Regions from separate parts of the Ovis aries genome. Here region 1 is linked to region 2. Evidence: chromatin contacts called from public Hi-C data. All regions are on one chromosome and are shown on one strand. Each heading gives the region's core, a stretch centred on a gene start, on an enhancer-like site or on the middle of the called end of the contact. The rest is flanking DNA. Distances are from core to core; before and after follow the strand shown. Region 1 holds the start of RRAGC (Ras related GTP binding C). Region 2 holds the start of DNALI1 (dynein axonemal light intermediate chain 1).

What was found. Hi-C and Micro-C count contacts between places; a contact is called where the count stands out from the background.
Region 1: a Hi-C map of muscle shows a contact between it and region 2, with 4 times the contacts expected there. The contact joins the promoter of RRAGC here to the promoter of DNALI1 in region 2. A contact is called at or near these places in 2 of 16 Hi-C or Micro-C datasets (muscle and tail adipose tissue).

What each region holds. Positions count from the first base shown.
Region 1 is chr1:13,585,582-13,592,394 of ARS-UI_Ramb_v3.0, forward strand. It overlaps RRAGC (Ras related GTP binding C), which reads right to left and starts at 4,202. Exons shown (of 7, transcript NM_001161867.1): 1 at 3,966-4,202; 2 at 2,043-2,246; 3 at 888-1,087. The coding sequence starts at 4,202. LOC121819013 (a long non-coding RNA gene) reads left to right here and starts at 4,515. Exons shown (of 2, transcript XR_006059127.2): 1 at 4,515-4,783; 2 at 6,269-6,813.
Region 2 is chr1:12,372,926-12,379,108 of ARS-UI_Ramb_v3.0, forward strand. DNALI1 (dynein axonemal light intermediate chain 1) reads left to right here and starts at 2,142. Exons shown (of 6, transcript XM_004001809.5): 1 at 2,142-2,275; 2 at 2,797-2,942; 3 at 5,142-5,311. The coding sequence starts at 2,195. SNIP1 (Smad nuclear interacting protein 1) reads right to left here and starts at 2,102. Exons shown (of 5, transcript XM_042245714.2): 1 at 1,806-2,102; 2 at 755-991. The coding sequence starts at 981.

The sequences.
Region 1 (6,813 bases), core at 2,952-5,451, 1.2 Mb after region 2:
AAAAGATCTTATAGCCGGAGGCCCTAGGGAATATTACGGTAAGGATAGGGGCTGGCTTGAGGCTAGAGGGAAGTCATTATAACAAGGCAAGGATAAGGAAATAGCTACGGTTGTCTCTCTGCTGCTTCCCCTTTAAGTTGTTTGTACCATCAAAAGAACATTTTTGGGGGTACTTTTTATTACTCATTTCTACCTAAACCATAAAAAAAGATGCAGGAAATAATTCTCACATATTTTTAAAATACAAGCATACAAACCACTGAGTTTATCTAGTAGGTATTCTTTAATATTAATTTTGCAATGAAAATTACAAATCAGCAGTTCTTTAACTTGATAGCAACCCTAAGCAGATTTAATGGATACAATCACTTCACCCAATTTTTAGAGGTTTATAAAAGCATAAAGTGTTTTAAAAAACATAAACAAGAAACATTAGAATCCAAACTTAAAATGTGCCCTCTTTAAAAGGCTCTTCTTACTGAGAAAGGTACTGTGAAAGATTAAGCTACAGAGTTCTACAACAAATGTGAGATTCCTTGAACTGAGGTGGGGAGGGGGGGGAATGTAACCAAGAGAGGGGAATCCCAAAGCAGATTTGATGCCATGAGGCAACAGCCTGACTCCAGTCTCTTGAGATGAATTTGTAAACACACCTACAGAAACAGACCTCGCATGACTTCAACCTCTGGGAATATGCAAAAAAGCAGGGGAAGTAACTTCTCAGTAACATCAGGCTCCCAAAACTGCTTGAATTCAACAAAGATCAAAAACATTACACATTTGGGAAGGGTATACCAGTAACAGAGAGCTACGTGTTTGTAATGACAGAGATGGGAATACATTTACACACTTTTCAGGGCTCCCATATCAAACACACAGGTTGTTACCTAAGGTGGAGTTTTTCTAGCCCAGCATCTGCAAGGTCATCATTGGCCCTTTGATGAATGTCCCTCTGTGTTTCTATTTTGTGATCATCAGACAGACCATCAACTTTGTGAATAAAAACCTCAAAATTCATGTCTGGGTTAACTTTGTAGGCTTTAGAAACAGTAATGTGAAGTCTTGTTAAAGCCTCCATGTAGTCATCCTGTAAGTCAGAACAAAATATTTTTTAAAAAGAAATCTTACGTTAGGAAAGCCTCAAACCACCTCTTTCCCCAACCACAGAATATATATTACCCTAATCATTCATAAGTATTCAAACAACTACATTAACTTATACCACTAAATAGATCTTCAATCTCTCTTGTTAAGAATTCAACTACCAAGTTAATGCTTGTAATTTTTAATACTGATAAGAAAAGGAAATGGAAATGGACACTTATTCCCAATAAAAAATTTTTTAAGTAATCCCAGCTCTGCCATTTATTAGATGTGTGACTCTAAGCAGATTGCTTAAATTCTGTGATCTCAGTTTACTCAGCCATAGAATTGTAGTTACAATACCTACCTTACAGCACTGTGAAGAAGAAATTAAATTAGGTCATACATATGAACGCACTCATAACAGAGTCTGTACCTCAGAACTCATTCCTAGCTAATGCTTAAGCTTAGAAAAAAATTAAGATTCTTAAGGATAGAGACATGTCCCATTTATCTGAGTGTCTGCCACATGCTAGGCCCTCAATAAGTGCTAGCTGAGCTAAAATGAATTTGGACAACTAAAGAAACTATTCACTTAATATTTACTGACTCAGTTCTCACATTCCTCATTACAGACACTGATAAGACCTTTTCAGTGGGTGACAACATTACAACAGTTAATAAAAATATAGCAATATCTACTATTAACAAAAATGGAACACTGCTCACTAACTAGAACTCAGAGATATAAACCCTATCTCCTAGTCATCTCATATTCTGTACTTGCACAAAGGCATGCCTGCTCCTAAAGCACCTCTGCAGGTACACCTCTCAGAGTTAGGAAATCTAGTGGCAAAGAAACAAACTGCAAGAAGCACATGACAAGATAAACAACTTTCCTTTGTTCCTACATCTTCCGCCATCAGAGAAGAAAAGTAAACATCGTCATGTCCAACTACCTGTGCATCAATGACGTATATCAACGCTCCCGTTCCCCTGAAGATCATCTCGTAGTCAAAAGTTGGGTCAAAAAAGTCCATTTGCCCAGGAAAATCCCATATTTGGAAATTCACAAAGGAGCTATTAGAAATGTCATCTTTGTAAATCTTGTTGGTACTTTCCAAAAAGAGGGTCTCATTGGGTGACATTTTATGAAACACCACCTGTTAAAAGAAAAAAGGACAATTTAATGACTATTCCACTTTTTATTTAAAATAAGTACAAAACTCCACCCAGAATTAACATAAAGAATGTGACCCTACAGCAAAAATTTTGAGAGAGATGAAACGTGAATGGTATATCCATTGGTACTCACTATCCTCTAACTTGTAACAGAACAGAAAATACCAAATTACTAAAACCAAATCACCCAGAAAAGCTAAAACTTTTCTATTTTCTCTGTCTGTATACAATACTAGCAGTAGCAATGTCTCTCCTCAGTCTTTTTTTTCTCCTCATTGTATAAATTCTGCCAAAATCTGCTCTAAGATTATGAAAATTTATAGCTAAAGTTTAAGTAGTTTTGTTCATTAAAATTTTATCAGAATGCCCACATCAGGCTCTAACAAACAATTAGAAAATAAACTGACTGGACTCTGTCCTTCATGGGTTTGCAGTCTTGTGGAAGAAATAAAGGCAAATTATACCAAATAGGAAAAGGCATATTGGTAGAGAAGGAATATTCATGAGGAGGGGAAGAATGGGACTTGACAAGGAAAAGACAGCTCCCATGAGGAAAAAAAAAAAAAGGTAAACGCAATTGTTAATCACAATTATCACAATCCACACAATTCCAACACAAAAGGAATTTCCCTCTCTCTACTCGCTGGATGGGAAAAATGGATAGTTACTCCTGAGGTTTAGACTGTGAGTAACACTGTAACGAATCAAAACCAGTTTGCTAAAAACCTGCCATCAATGTACTCAGATTTTGCTGTAACGGTGAAAAGATAATAAAACATAGTAATCCCGTAAATTTGGAAGGCTACTTTTTAAAATTATCATGTCTACAGAATATCACGCAGAGATTTATTTTGGAGAGATCTTTGCCACAGAATGAAAAGCGCAAAAAGCCAGGGATCTGGCATTTTATCGCCAGCTCACCTTGTGTTTAAGAGGAATGGCTGATGGAGGTGGTCAACCCTGCCTCTATTCCCCCTTACTAAAAAAGCGAATAGCCCTCCATCCTCTCCTGCCATTTCCCAAGTAAAAGCACATGTACAAAGGTCTGTAAATATTCTCCAGGTCTCAAGACTTTTGTAGCTACACACACACAGAGGGGAAATCACTACTAATTATACTCACCGGGCTAAAAGTACTAAAACAGGTGGAAGAACAGCCCCCATTCCCACTAAGGAATGTCACAGTGAAGTCTCCTTCGTACTAGCAACAAGAGCAGGCATTACAAACACCAAGGAGTTAGTCACAACTCTTTCTGACGCTGCTCCCTGGGGCTCACCTGGGAAGCCCTGCAAACTCAGGTCACCTGAAGTGAGAGGCGCACACACAACCGGAGTCGGGTAAGGAGTGTGGGAAAGTTAGAACCGGGGAGCAAGTCTCAGTTTCATGAATGGCATGGGGGCTGGGTCCCAGGAAGTGAGGGCCCAGGAGGTGAGGCCACGGGCACCTGCCTCGCTCCGGCCACTCAGGGAGTGCGGGGATCCACTCGGCCTCGGCTGACCTGGGCGTGGACTCCGAGATCGGGGTCCCGGCGCGTACCGCGCCCGGGCTCTGCTTCCCAGAGAAGAGAAAGCGCGCTGGGACAACCCAGCCGGCCACCCCGGCCGCCGCCCTCCTCAGGGCCTCCCCTCCCGGCTGGCCCCCAGCGCCCCCGAGGAGGGGAGGGAGGGGGAGGGGCGGAGGGCCCGAACGGCCCCACTCACCTTCTGGATGGAGGACTTGCCGCTGCGCCGCAGGCCCATGAGCAGAATCCTCGGCTTGGAGCTGTCAGCGCCCCCCGGGCCACAGCCGCCTCCGGCCCCCGCCCCAACCCCGCCGCCCGCGGCTGCCGCCTCCTCTTCCTCCTCCTCCACGCCGTAGCCGAAATCCTTTGGGAACGAATCCGCCGCGCCGTAACTGCCGGCGAGGGGCGTCTCCTCCGCCCCGTACTGCAGGGACATGGTGCTGGAGCCGCCGCCGCCCGCGCCCTGACAGGCCAGGCCAGGCCAAGCCAGGCCGCCGCCTCCCCAGTCCGCCGCCGCCGCTGCCGCCGCCGCCCCCGGCAGCCGCCGCCGCTGTGCGGCCCGCCCCCCGGCGCCCGGCTCTCATAGGCTCCCCGCCCGAGCCTGGCCCCTCATTGGTCGCCCCAGCTGCCACTCGGGAGCAGCAAGGTAGGTGGTGCCCGTCACGTGCCCGGAATCACCTGACTCGGAGCCGTGGAGGGGGGAGGAGGAGTCACGAGGAGGGTAGCCGGGCCGAGCCCTCTGCCCTCCGCCCCAGCCCGCACCTCCGTCCAAGCCAGCCACGCGCCTTGCTCCTCACCGTTCTCCTGCCTTCTTCGGGACTCCGGAGGCCAACACAATGAGTGACGCTCTCTGGGCACTTGGGAGAATTGATTGTCCTCCTCCTACTATTGTGCTTGCCCAACCAATACTTACTGATGCCCGCGAAGTCCTGGGGCAGAAGGGGCACAAAACTGGAACTACCTTGGACCCTGCCTGCCCTCAAGTTGCCCCAGGGTTAATGGAGATCGGACCTCTGAGTAAGTAGCTTCTGTATGAGATAGAAGTGGGAAGGTCAAAGATGCAGATAGAAATGCTCAGCATGGGTGGGTGAGAGCATCTCTAAGGAGCTGGCGTCTGAACAGGTCTGGAAGGATGGCATTGGTTGAGGTGTTCAAAGGTAGAGAGGAGGAGCTAGCCAGAGGGCAAAACCTCAAACGAGGCAGAGTCATCGGTGAGATAGTTCGTTCTAGCAGGTAGCTGGCCCCTGATAGGAAAGCAAATGCTAGTAAGCTAGAATGTCTTACCCACTTTCTTCAGCAAATCACTGACAATGAATACTGCTACTGTTTGACTTATCAGGATCTGACGACGACTCCTCCCCACCCAGTATCTACTTCTGTAGTAATTCCATCACCCCATGAAACATTGCATCTTGTGTGATCTCCTTCAGATCAGAGACCAAAGGCATTAATAATGAAAGCTGACCAGAACAAATGCTTGTCACCAAAATATGGGAAAGCTAGAGGAATTTTACTCTTCACAGGGCGGCTTTAGAATTGGAAATTTAACCAATTTCCTCCTCCGGGGTCCTCCTCTTAAAGGGGACATGGGTGGTGATATTGATCTTTCAAGGAAACTTTCTTGATTATGAAGGGAAAGCAGGTATGCACATCTAGAAGTTGGTTTTGTCTGAATCTCAAAATTAAAGGTAGGACATCCTTAGAGGTCATCTAGTGCAACCTCTCACCTAAAAAGAATCTACTGTACAGCGTCTCTGACGCTGCATGAAAGACTTGCAGCATACATTTCAGTAGAGCCCAGGGAAGAGAGCTCACTATCTCAGTAGGAAACAATTCCACTGTAGTAAAACTTGGCTTAGAAGTCTCTTATTCAGGCCAAAAATCACACTCCTTGGAGCTTATACACCATAGTCTATTAGCAGTGGTCATCTTTTTTATGACAGCACCTCAGATACTGGATTACAGTTTTCATTACCCACTGTCTTCTCTGTTCCACATTAAACATACTTCAGCCCAGCCTTCTACAGTAATGTCCAATAGCACTTCGTGTGATGACAGAAATGTTCCACATCTATACTGCTCAACATAGTAGCCAGTGTGGATTGAGCACTTAAATTGCTGCTTGTGTGACTCAGGAACTGAATTTTTAATTTTACTTGCCAGATGTGGCTAGCAGCCACCATGTTGGACAATACAGCTTTGTGGTTTCAAATGTACTCTCCACATTTATATGCAATTGAGCTTGTCAACATCCATCAAATGTCTGACACCTACAACACAATAAGGACCAATAGAGCCTTCAGGGTGATTGTTTAGCACCTGGACAGTATTTCTATTAGTGCTTTCCAGAATGGAATTTTTAAAAAAATATACAGACTGTAAGTGGTTCACACTAACAGTCACTGGAACCAGTACTTTGTCAGCAATCCCTAAGTGCCTAAACTTGTACAGCTGCATTTTTAACCTCAATGTAAGACTTGATATTTCAACTTTTTCATTTAGGCCGTGAAGTTTAGGCATTCCCAAGTTGTGAATCATTTTCAAGCTCATCTCAGTATCGTCTACCAACCAGCCCTTCCAACTCTGTGGCAAACAGAGAATTAGCATTACTACCATCTGACCCATATGTAGTCCTTTACAATTTGCAAGGTACTTTTTACATCCATTATATTTAATTTAATCCTTATAACACCTTGTGAGATAGGCAAGATATGAAATCTACATTTTACAGATAAGGCAGCTGCAACAGCAGGAACTCAACAGATCGGATCCTTTTTTTACTCCATTGAGCATCATGTATACTGTCTTCATCCAGATCCTTGATAGAAACGTTGAAGAGGACCTGCAGAGGCCAGGCTCACCCTGAATTCTTACATAGCACTGACTGATACAGCAGTGTAAGCATGTCATTTCCCCCCAAAAGTCTGATTATCCAACTCACAGGTTGCCATTTTTCAAAAGGATGGTACAGGAGACAATCACCTGATTTACATAAATATTAATACCAGTCTTATTAGGGAAAAAAATGAGTGCTGGCTGCCAGAAAA
Region 2 (6,183 bases), core at 892-3,391:
CTAAAGGAGATCAGTCCTGGGTGTTCATTGGAAAGACTGATGCTGAGGCTGAAACTCCAATACTTTGGCCACCTCATGCGAAGAGCGGACTCATTGGAAAAGACCCTGATGCTGGGAAAGATTGAAGGCGGGAGAAGGGGATGACAGAGGATGAGATGGTTGGATGGCATCATCGACTCGATGGACATGGGTTTGGGTGAACTCCAGGAGTTGGTGATGGACAGGGAGGCCTGGCGTGCTGCGGTTCATGGGGTCGCAAACAGCCGGACACGACTGAGCGACTGCACTGAAAACTACGTCGAATGAATGAATAAATGAAGGTGTCTATCAAGAGACATTCTCTCCCCGCAAGAATATCAGGTAGATTGCCTAGGCCCTCGATATGTAAACTTCTTGGGACAGCTAATTAAAAAGATAACGCCTGCACTCCATTTGCAAGCAGATGGGGAAAATCTTTCAACTTAAATTATCACTGCTATCAAGTGAACTATATTCGGTGAAATGCTGGGTACACAGAAATGAAGGGGCAAGAGACTGCGCAGCAGGCATTGAGCGCTTAACATCCAGCTGCAATCCAAGTGTTAGGTACCGGAGTAAACATTCTTCCACATAAGCACAACTGGTCACTTCTATCGCTTTAGTTTTAAGTCCAAACTGCCGCGTTCCTCGTTCAAGGTGTATTTCTGGCGCTAGCCCTGTCCTCTCTTCTCAACGAGCCCTATCTAAGACCCACCCCGGGATGCTTCCCACTTACCGGCTACCTCCTCGGGCTCGGTTCCCTCGGTGACTTGGGCGGCCCGACTCGCCGGCCGGTGGGGACGGGCTACCGCCGGAGGAATCCGGACGGCGGTGGACGGGAGGCGCGGACTCCGGGCTGAGCCGCTCCTGCTTCACCACTACCGCCGGCGCGATCCCCACCGTGTCCCCTTCCCGGTGCCTTCGCCGGCTCCCCCGCTCCCGCTCGCTCTTCACCTCCTTCATGCCGAGAGATCTGCGGAGCCAAGGAAAATAGGTCCGTTGCTCTCCTGTCCCAAAGGAAATGACGGACTTGCCTCCAGGACTTCCGCTTCCGGCTGCGAGCTCTCCCAGAAGCCCTTGCAGCGGAGATAACGCGACAAGATTCCGAAGTGGGCGGGGCCTTAGTGACCCGACTCGAGAGGCGGGAGATTCAAGTTTCAAAAGCAAACTTAGGGAAAGCTACTCTCAAGGACGGCTTCCCTGGTGGCTCAGATGGTAAAGAATCCGCCTGCAATGCGGAAGGCCTGGATTCGATGCCTGGGTTGGGAAGGTCCTCTGGAGAAGGGAACGGCTACCCACTCCAGTATTCTGGATACTCCAGCCAGTATCCTGGAGAATTCCATGGACAGAGGAGCCTGACCCGGATACACGACTCAGCGACTTTCACTTCACTCACTTTCAAGGATGTTTACCTACTAAACAGAGACAACCTGCACTCCCAGCGGTAGGAAAGATGTTCTGTCGCCATTCGCGATGCTATTTACAAGAAAAGCGAAAATGTCCGACAAGGCAGGAAGCTTCTTTACCGCCGCCACCAGGGAAGCCCATTTGAATTTTTTTTTTTTGCTATTTACAAATTATATGACAAATGGGAAAAAAAAAACAAACACCTGACTTGTTAAACAAAATTGTACAGATTGTGATTACATTTACGTTTGGAGACACCAAGGAAAGAGGAAGAAAATGCAATCACAGACGGCAGCCCGTGGGCAAATCATTAGCATTTCCCCTCTGTTCCTCCACTGTCTGATATGTTGTCATTTCTCCATTTAATTAAAAACAAATACCTTTTAAAACGTGGGAACTTTAGATGCCTTCCACCGGGAATCTTTCCTAACCCTTCGCTAAGAAGTCAGACGACTCCCTATTTTGCAGATGACAAAATGGAGGGTCGAAGGCGGTAAGCATCTAATTCAAATTGCGAGCTAGACGCAGCACAGGGATTCAGAACTGATGTTTTTCTCCCTGCTTCCAAGAGTACCGGGGCGACCTGTTGAGCCGGTGGTCTGATAAGCACTGGAAAACTTTCTGAGAAGGCTGAGTTTGAACTCGCGCGCTGCTGGCCCCACCCCGAAGCCCCGCCCAGGCCATGAGGGCGGAGCAGAGGTTTCCATGGCGACGGCAAACAAGGCCCTGACTGGAGGGCGGCTGCTGGGCTGCTTCTCCCGCCGCCACCATGATTCCCCCAGCGGACTCTCTGCTTAAGTATGACACCCCGGTGTTGGTGAGCCGGAACACTGAGAAACGGAGCCCCAAAGTAAGGACGAGTCTCAGAGCGTGGGGGAGCACGAAGCTCCGTTGGGGCAAGACAGGGGCTGCGCTGAAGGTCGGGAGTCCCGAGGGACAGAGGCTGCAGTCACTGGGAGTAATGGGAACTGGGACCTGAGGAGAGAGGCAGAAGAAAACCAAATGCTGGGTGATCCCAAAGGGCAGATTAGCATGGGGAAGAAAGTCACAGGGGGATGGGACAAGTCTTTTTAGGGTCACAGGGTCCCAGAATAGATCTGATAATGATGCCCCATCATTAGAGTAGAAGCCTGAGCAGCTGGGCCAGAAACATCTGTTCAAGGAGATGCAAGCATTGGGTTGGGGTGGAACCAGAGATGCTATATGGCCTCCTTCAGCTCTGAAACATAACTTCTGCTGAGAGGACAGATGGGAAAAGTGAGCTGGGATAGGGGAGGGATGTGCAGGAAACCTAGAGCAATCCAGGGGCCCAGGGAGTGTGGAGCTGAGTGTCTGAGTCGCCTCCTGCCCCAACTTGTCCCTCCTTCTCAGGCTCGGCCACTGAAAGTCAGCCCCCAGCAGCCTGGACCCTCGGGTCCCGTCCCACAGCCACCCAAGACCAAGCTCCCTTCAACTTCCTGTGTCCCAGATCCTACAAAGCAAGCAGAAGAAATCTTGAATGCCATCCTGCCCCCAAGGTAAACAAGCAGTGGCTAGGAGGAGGCCCAGGTTTTTGCTTCCTGGAACCTGTGAATGTGAGAGGAGGCACCCTGACTCTCTGACTGAGATTTCTTCCCAGCATCCCAGAGTTTCTAGAACTTGCAGATGGCTAGATCCTGGGAGGGTCCAGGGAGACCTCTTCTCTATTCGCCATCATTTCGTGAGTGTTCTCACCCAGGCTCGTTCGTGGCTTTAAATATCATCTGTATACTGATGGTTCCCATGGGTCTTTCTGCAGCCCTGTCCTCTCTCCTAAACTCTAAATGTATATATTCTACTACTTACCATTACCTTCATGAAGATGTCCAAGGAACATCTCAAACTCAGCGTGTTCAAATTAAATCATAATGTCTTTCTTCTCCTAACCAGCTCATTCTCAGTCTTCTCCTTTCCACTAGGGGCTCAGGCCACTTTTCATTCCCTTTGATCTCTCCCTTCACATGTCTGGGAATGCTCACACTCTCTTGTCTCCATTGTTCTTTTTTTCATTACTAAGTCGTATCTGATTCTTTGTAACCTCATGGACTGTAGCATGCCAGGCTCCTCTGTCCTCCACTATCTCCCAGAGTTTGCTCAGATTCATGTCCATTGAGTCAGTGATGCTATCTAACCATCTTCTCTTCTGCCACTCCTTTCTCCTTTTGCCTCTACCTTCAAATTACTTTCCAAATCTGACTGCTTTTCACGCTGCTTCCACCGTCTTATTCCTAGTCACTACTGTGATGGCCTTCTACCTGAAAACTCTGCTTCCACGCTGTGCTCCTACAGTCTATTCCCCACACGGCCCCCAAATCACACGTCAGATCGTGCAGCTCTTCTTATACAAACTCTACTGGCATCCCATCTCGCTCAGACTAAAATTCAAGTCCTTACAACAGCCCAGAAGACCTGGCAGGACCTGGCCCCTGAGGTATCCGGAATCTTCTCTCTGGTTATTCCCTTCCTAGTTCACGGGGCTAATGCCACGAGGGCCTCTGCTTGCTGTTTCTGAAACACATCAATGACTTTCCCACCATAGGACCTTCTCACCGCCAGGGATCCTCTTCCCCTGATATCCTCCTGATTCCCTTGTTCCTTCACTCAGTTCAGTTCAGTCACTCAGTCATGTCGGACTCTTTGCGACCCCATGAGCTGCAGCACGCCAGGAGCCATCACCAACTCCCGGAGCCCACCCAAACTCATGTCCATTGAGTCGGTGATGCCATCCAACCATCTCATCCTCTGTCATCCCCTTCTCCTCCTGCCTTCAGTCTTTCCCAGCATCAGGGTCTTTTCAAATGAGTCAGCTCTTCACGTCAGGTGGCCAAAGTATTGGAGTTTCAGCTTCAACATCAGACCTTCCAGTGAACACCCAGGACTGATCTCGTTTAGGATAGACTGGTTGGATCTCCTTGCAGTCCAAGGGACTCTTAAGAATATTCTCCAACACCACAGTCAAATCTTGCTCAAATGTCCTCTCCTCAAGGAAACCTTCTGCAGACTCCTTTATAAAAGGAGAGCTCCCTTCTTCTTACCCTGCTGCCTTGTTCCACAGCCACATTGATCACTAACATCCTTTTCAACTATTTTTATGCAATAAGGTGATAGAAGTTTTGAGGGTGATTTTCACTTGCTTCCCTCTCAACGATGCATGGAATCCTCTCTGTCAAGGTGGCTTTGCCCTCAGACTGCCCCTTGTGATTCCAGAACCTGGCTGTATCTCTGACATGAGGTTCACTATGGGCGTCCATATAGGGACACTCTCCCCGCCAGTACATATCTTCACCTCTTTTTGTTGGCACAAGGCTTATGTCTCCTGTGTCTCCTACCCCCCAAGTCAGTGGGTATTGTCACTGGGCCTCCCATTCAGATCAAGCAACATCCACCATAAATCTGTGCTCAGCATGTTAGGAGTGAAAAGGAGCTCTGGAACGTGGGTGATGACTTCACAGAGGACCGTGGGAGAATGAAGACTGCCCAGCCCCAAGGAAGGGGCCCCATGGAGGTGGCACCGTGGGTGTGGCTTTGGAGCCACACCCTCTTCCAGGAAGAGAGAGATGGGGGATTCTGGTGGGTCGGGGACAGAGCCGCTCCTCCCTCCTCTCAGGCAGAGAGTGCCAAGGGCCACCTCTGCTCAGGTCCTGAGGACCTTGCATGGTGGATGGGGCTGGCTAGGCCTGGCTGTGTGTGTCCCACAGGGAGTGGGTGGAGGACACGCAGCTATGGATCCAGCAGGTGTCCAGCACGCCCAGCACCAGGATGGACGTGGTGCACCTCCAGGAGCAGCTGGACCTGAAGCTGCAGCAGCGGCAGGCCCGGGAGACTGGCATCTGCCCAGTGCGCCGGGAGCTGTACTCACAGTGTTTTGGTGAGTGGTCCGAGAGGGAGGCTACTCCACCATCTACTGCCTCCTTCCCCTTCCCTTCAGTAGAGACCCAGGCCCTGAGTCCCCCCGAGCTGAGCCCATCCCATCCTGGAATGTCTGTCTCCCCGCACCTACCCCACCCAGGAACTGCTAACTGCACCGTCTTCCCCCTCCTGCCCATCTCTCCTACCGGTCCCCACTTTGTCAGTCACCGTGTTCCTGATGACTTGCTTCCTTACCCCTCAGCAGCTGCTTAGAGTAAGATGAGAACTTCCCACCTCCATGGGACCCCTTCCATTTGGTTCTTTTCAAAGGTTTCTATAATAAACATAGATTAATTTTTCAATCAGAAAAATGTCATGTTCTATATTTATATCCATCTATCAACATCAGGCCTTGGTCCAGAAAAGTATTTCAGGGTGATTTGTTGTGACTCAACAGACACAGGGCCTTTTTGTTTTGTTTCTTATAGCCCATACCGTGTGGCATGTGGGATCTTAGTTCCCCAACCAAGGATCAAACCCAGGCTCTCTGCGTTGGGAGCATGGAGTCTTAACCACTGGACCACCAGGGAAGTCCCCAAACCCAGGGACTTGAGATCTCCCTCCTTGGATGCTGGTGTCAGACGACTGGCCCTCAGTCTAGTCTCACTGGCCCACGTGGACGCAGATGCAAACGCATCCAGACCCTGTGGCAGCTGCTGTCCAGGGGCTGGCAGGGTCCCTTCAGCTTGAGGGCAATTCTGGCTTGTGCTCTCTGTCACCATTTACAGAGGAGATGTTTCCAGCCCCAAACCAGTCCAGCCAAGGGGGCACAGAGGATTTCCCAGCTGCTTTAAAACAGCCACCATCTTTATATTGAAAAAATCAGATTGC